Regions from separate parts of the Mus musculus genome. Here region 1 is linked to region 2. The links are chromatin contacts, called in public promoter capture Hi-C maps. All regions are on one chromosome and are shown on one strand. Each heading gives the region's core, a stretch centred on a gene start, on an enhancer-like site or on the middle of the called end of the contact. The rest is flanking DNA. Distances are from core to core; before and after follow the strand shown. Region 1 overlaps Slc2a13 (solute carrier family 2 (facilitated glucose transporter), member 13). Region 2 holds the start of Abcd2 (ATP-binding cassette, sub-family D (ALD), member 2).

Region 1 (2,903 bases), core at 172-2,671, 84 kb before region 2:
GCCAGGGTTATGTTGGAGACACCAAGACACTGGAGATGCCAGGCCCTTGAGATACCTGCTAAGGAGTATTTCAGACAGGGTGTGGACCAGCCCAAAAGGAGGAAAGCTAAGTAGCAGGCAACAAAGCTGGAAGGAGTTGGATCTCTGAAGAGAGATTTGTCCTTGGACATAGAAATACAGAACTCTGGGGTTTGCCCTTCTGGATTTTGCTGTTGTTTTGGACCCGTGTTCCCTCACTATGCTTTCTTTCCACCCTTTTGGAGTGGTGATGTATATTCTGTGCCATTGTACATTGGAAATTACTTGCTCTTTTGATTTTGATTCTATAGGAAGTATAGTTTAAAGATTGCCATGGGTCTCAGAACAGACTTTGAACTTTTAAACAGTAATGGCACTAAAAGGCTATGAAGAATTTTTGGCATTGGACTGAATGTATTTTGTATTTGGGTGTGAATGAGAATGGCCCCCATACAGTAATATTCTTGAATGCTCAGTACCCAGTTAGTATAACTGTTGGGGAGGACTAGGAGGTGTGGCCTCATTGAATGAGGTGTGGCCTTGTTGGAGGAGGTGTGTCACTGGCAATAGGCTTTGATGTTTTCAAGCCCTTGCCAGGCAGTGTCTGTCTGTATCTGTGTCTCTCTATCTCTGTCTGTCTGTCTGTCTGTCTGTTTCTGTCTCTCACTCTTTCCATCTGTCTCTCTGTCTCTCTGTCTCTCTCTCTCTGTGTCTCTCTGTCTCTGTCTGTCTGTCTGTCTGTCTGTCTCTCTCTCTCTCTCTCTCAGTTGTGGCAGTTGGGTAAGAAACAATGCATGACCCATCCACTCGAATTATACTGAACTCCAATGGTGTGGATTTACATGTATACTCTACAGTTTATTCTCATTTTAATATGACTATTTGCATATGTATGTTCAGGACATAAGATTTGAATTTTCTAAAAACAAATAAAAACATATGTTCACCTTTTTTCCCTTAGGACGTTGAAGAATTTCCAAAGTCATCCACTATAATTACATTAATGTCTACAGCTATGTCCTAAACACTGAACTGATTTCTGTTTTTCAGGTGTGATAATGAAACCAAGTTCAAAGCTGAAGGTGCTCACTGGGCTTACAGTTTCTGCCCTACCCCCTACTCCTGGACAGCACTCGTGGGCCTGGTGTTGTACCTTGTTTTCTTTGCACCTGGTAAGCAAGGCTTTGTCACTTCTTTGCATTGCATTGTCCCCTTGTCACCTCTTTGCATTTGCATTGTCCCCTCTTGGAAGAGTCAGGCTACTGTGTTTCATCCCATAGGTGATTTTTTTTTTTACTGTAGCTTTCATTATTTACTTCTCAGGAATGGGACCAATGCCCTGGACCGTGAACTCTGAAATCTATCCTCTCTGGGCAAGAAGTACAGGAAATGCGTGCTCAGCTGGAATAAACTGGATTTTCAACGTGCTGGTTTCTTTGACCTTTTTACACACAGCAGAGTATCTTACATACTATGGTAAGAGCATGGTTTTTTTCAGTGCCCTTTCACTGTTATTTCTAGTACTCTATCCTTAGATACCCTGGATTTGTGAGAGCAGTTACATGCTTATGTTTTGTCTGTACATAGTAGCTCTGTACATATTTCACCACTACAAGAGTTCTGGACAATGTGTCTGGGAGAGCTCTCTTTTCCTAAGCTTCTTGTCTCCAAGTGCTTATGAGTGCCCCCCAACCCCACAATTCTTCTATCCCTGAGCATCCCCATGCCTGCCAGGATAGAAATCCTTACAGCACAGCTTCCCGTTTAACAAGGAAGCAAACAGAAAATGATAAGGCACCGGAAACAGGGCTGATGAGATGCCCCTTGGGAAGGCTGGAGCCCCACACCTAAGCAGAGTGTAAGCCTGAGAATAGCTCACCCATGTAGGACACTGTGCCATTCACCGAGTCATCTATCCAGCCAGGACATGCATTCTGGCACCATGGGGCCCAGCACTTAACCACTTTCAGACCCAGAAACAAAAGCCTTGAAATAAAACTGTGTAGAGACTGCAGCTTTAGAGAAACACTGGTGGGTAATGGCACAGTACAGAAGTTCTTTGCAAATCGATTTCAAACCTGTGTTTACTAAAGTCTAAAGATCTTGTTCTGTCCCTTCCCAGCCCTCCACCCATCACACACATAGTTGCCTTGTCTACATGATTTTATCAGTTGTGATGATATTAAGTTGGGATAATTTTTTATATGTTTTATTAGGTATTTTCCTCATTTACATTTCCAATGCTATCCCAAAAGCCCCCCATACCCTCCCCCCCCACTCCCCTACCCACCCACTCCCACTTTTTGGCCCTGGCATTCCCCTGTACTGGGGCATATAAAGTTTGCAAGTCCAATGGGCCTCTCTTTCCAGTGATGTCCGACTAGGCCATCTTTTGACACATATGCAGCTAGAGTCAAGAGCTCTGGGGTACTGGTTAGTTCATAATGTTGTTGCACCTATAGGATTTTTTAAAGATGGAATGTAAAGTCACTGTACTCATATCTCCATGTGATGTATGTAAAATATTATCTGTCTAGTCCCTTCTAATGCATCCCCAGCAGGCCTCCTATCGCATGCTCTGGGCATACCCCTACCTTTACCATATATACCAGAGGGCCCAAGAAGCCAGGCTTGTGCTTCATCCAACACTGTGTTCCTGGCTCTTGCCAGGGGACTAGAAGGGCAAGCATCATGTTCACCTGTGTAAGAATGACACCTGTGAAGAATGGTACAAACCTCTTTCCTCTGTCTTCAGGACCTTCTGCTACAGTATTGCTGTAGTTAGTACTCTGACGCCAATGGTTCGTTATCTTCTCTCCTACTTGGAACATCTAGAACAACAGTTCTTAACCTGTGGGTCACGACCATCAGTAAACACGTATTCT
Region 2 (2,990 bases), core at 212-2,711:
CTCAAAAGAATACTGTTTTTTAAAAATCATTCTTGGTAAAGGCAATTCTTTGACTCATGTCTAATGAACAATAACGATCACAAGACATTGGGGCACATATTCTAGCAGGGAGGTTTGCAGACTTCTATATACAATGTTTTTTTTTAAACAACTGACTATTTTATTTAATGTCTACACCCACTTCCCAGAATAGCATCGTTTCCATTTTACAGATAGAAGGCAAAGCTGAAGCACAGAGAGGACTAGTAACGAACACACAAGTGACCCGTTGTGATGTGACAATCACCATGTAGCTATCTTTCACTTCTTTAAATCAGGACAGATGTGGGGGTGTCAAAGTGCACTCCTGCCCTGGAACTACTATGGAGGATCAAAAGGGAGAGTCTGTGCATAATAAGGCCCAAGTATAAAATGATGCTTAGCTTAAGGGTCAAATAACACTAGCAGGTTAAAATAAGCCGTTCTACCTAACTGTGCTGGGCTCTGGCTTAAATGCACACCTTCAGGATAAGCCAGTCGTTGGAAAGACAGAAGAGAGGAGCAGAGAAAGGCTCTATCATGCAAAATCACCTTTGCCTTGCCTTCAAAAAAAGACCTTCAATTTATTAAAAATTATACAAAGTTTTGCTTGACTATTGATCCTTATGCCTTCCACTGGGAATGTGAATAATTTTTAAACTTTCTTGATTGTTGTCAAACAGCAAAAATGTTCATAGGAAGAAGCCAGCAGATTATCTCTGAGCCTAAAGAAAAACATGAAGAAAAAAAAAAAAAGTCTTGAAGAAATGCTTCCTAAAAATTGTTTTCCATCATAGGATCCCAGTTCGATTTCCCAGCTGATAAAATTCTTAAATTACCTCCAAACAAAAACAAACAAACAAACAAACAAAACACAAGGGAGATTTTTAAGTCACTTCGTAAGCAAATATTAATGTGTCAGATAACATTGCTAAACATAATCGTGGAGCAGAAAGAACTTTATTATCAGGACAAGTTAGTACCAAGGGATCTTGGGGAAGAACTCTGGGTGTAGCTCTGAGTGACTGTTTTCTGTAATACCCAAGCTCGCCTCCAGCTTATTTACAATAGCAGCCAATCTAATAGTTTCTGTGAATATCTGGGGAGAGTCGAAACAAGGGCGAAGGGCGGGAGTGAGGGGGGGGGGGGACAACATCTTCTGAACAAAACATTCTCAAGGATACATGTTTGCTATTTTGTCTTATGCCTCTCGCTGTTATCACTCTCTTGTCTGACTCCTTTCCCTGGGCCGGTTCCGTTAATCCTCTTGAGGCTCCTCCCTCCTCTCGCTGTTTCTTTCTCTCTGGGCTCATTAAAGCTGCTGCAATCCTTCCTTCCCTCTGCCTTCCCCTTTGTAGAAATCTTAGAGACGGGATGTATATTCTGAAACTTCTGAGGGTTTCTAAGTGCCGCTGAGCATGCTCAGTAGCTCTAAGGGAAGGTTTGTTCTCCAGCAGCTGACCTCATTCGACCTCTCCAGAAATAGATATTTAACTCTCTGAACTCCTGTTTAAGTATAGGATTTGTTTTGGCTCTCTCTTCGTTTTTAAGGTTCAAAGGGAAGAGGCCAGGAGTCCAGGGTCTCACCGCCCACGCAGCCAATGAGACGCCTGTGGGTGGAGCCTGGCCAGCTCTGGCTGCTGAGGGACTCGCCCCCGGAGGATGCGGTGGAGTTTGTGCTTTGCTGCATCCGTCACTGAAGAACAAAATAAGAGTAAAGGAGACAAGCTGCAGAGCATGGGAGGCTGTGGGGTCTTCTGAAACCTTTGCTGGGCTTTCCGCGGAGCATGAGCTTTTAAAACGAATTCTTTTCAAAGAAACCCATTTGTGTAGCTGGAAAAATGATACACATGCTAAATGCAGCAGCCTATCGGGTGAAATGGACCAGATCCGGTGCTGCTAAAAGGGCTGCCTGCCTGGTGGCTGCGGCATATGCTCTGAAAACCCTCTATCCCATCATTGGCAAGCGTTTAAAGCAGCCTGGCCACAGGAAGGCAAAAGCAGAAGCTTACTCGCCTGCAGAGAACAGAGAAATACTGCATTGCACGGAGATCATCTGTAAAAAACCTGCGCCGGGACTAAATGCAGCTTTTTTCAAACAGCTACTAGAACTTCGGAAAATCCTCTTTCCAAAACTTGTGACCACTGAAACGGGGTGGCTCTGCCTCCACTCGGTGGCTCTAATCTCAAGAACATTTCTCTCTATTTATGTGGCTGGTCTGGATGGGAAAATCGTGAAAAGCATCGTGGAAAAGAAGCCTCGGACTTTCATCATCAAATTAATCAAGTGGCTTATGATTGCTATCCCTGCTACCTTTGTCAACAGTGCTATCAGGTACCTGGAATGCAAACTGGCATTGGCCTTTAGAACTCGCTTAGTAGACCATGCCTATGAGACCTATTTCGCAAATCAGACTTATTATAAGGTGATAAATATGGATGGGAGGCTGGCAAACCCTGACCAGTCTCTTACCGAAGACATTATGATGTTCTCGCAATCTGTGGCTCACCTGTATTCCAACCTTACCAAACCTATTTTAGATGTCATTCTAACCTCCTATACTCTCATCCGGACAGCTACATCCAGAGGAGCAAGCCCTATAGGGCCCACCCTGTTAGCAGGACTTGTCGTGTATGCCACTGCTAAAGTACTGAAAGCTTGCTCGCCCAAATTTGGTTCGCTGGTGGCTGAAGAAGCCCACAGGAAAGGCTACCTGCGGTATGTCCACTCCCGAATCATAGCCAATGTAGAAGAAATTGCCTTCTACAGAGGACATAAGGTAAGACAGGCATTAAAGCAACGGGTGAAATGTGAGACTGTTCAGGCAGCCACTGCACTGCCAGATACCATCTGTTGTCTTGTTGACAGACCCACTTTCTGAGCATTTTACAGTCCCCGTGCCCCCCGCTCCACCCCCACCCGCCGTCCCCGTAGCTAAATCATGCTAAAATACATGAGCCCTTTAAATCGC

The links. Promoter capture Hi-C pulls out the DNA fragments that hold promoters and counts their contacts.
Region 1: a contact with region 2 is called in a promoter capture Hi-C map of liver. The contact joins the enhancer-like site here to the promoter of Abcd2 in region 2. A contact is called at or near these places in 1 of 39 promoter capture datasets (liver), 7 of 484 Hi-C or Micro-C datasets (cerebellar granule neurons, cortical neurons, embryonic stem cells and 3 more), 1 of 115 datasets of contacts at active chromatin or transcription factors (bone marrow-derived macrophages) and 3 of 9 other capture datasets (adipose tissue, macrophages and pancreatic islet).

What each region holds. Positions count from the first base shown.
Region 1 is chr15:91,274,654-91,277,556 of GRCm38.p6, reverse strand. It overlaps Slc2a13 (solute carrier family 2 (facilitated glucose transporter), member 13), which reads left to right. Exons shown (of 10, transcript NM_001033633.3): 8 at 1,069-1,190; 9 at 1,342-1,494. Among named protein-coding and RNA genes, the nearest start is that of CN725425, 77 kb to the right of the region's middle. Within about 2 kb of position 1,421, at least 5 of the 459 cell types and tissues checked have an H3K27ac peak or open chromatin away from gene starts, as enhancers often do. A contact at or near this core is called in liver, where this site is marked.
Region 2 is chr15:91,190,478-91,193,467 of GRCm38.p6, reverse strand. It overlaps Abcd2 (ATP-binding cassette, sub-family D (ALD), member 2), which reads left to right and starts at 1,461. Exons shown (of 10, transcript NM_011994.3): 1 at 1,461-2,798. The coding sequence starts at 1,860.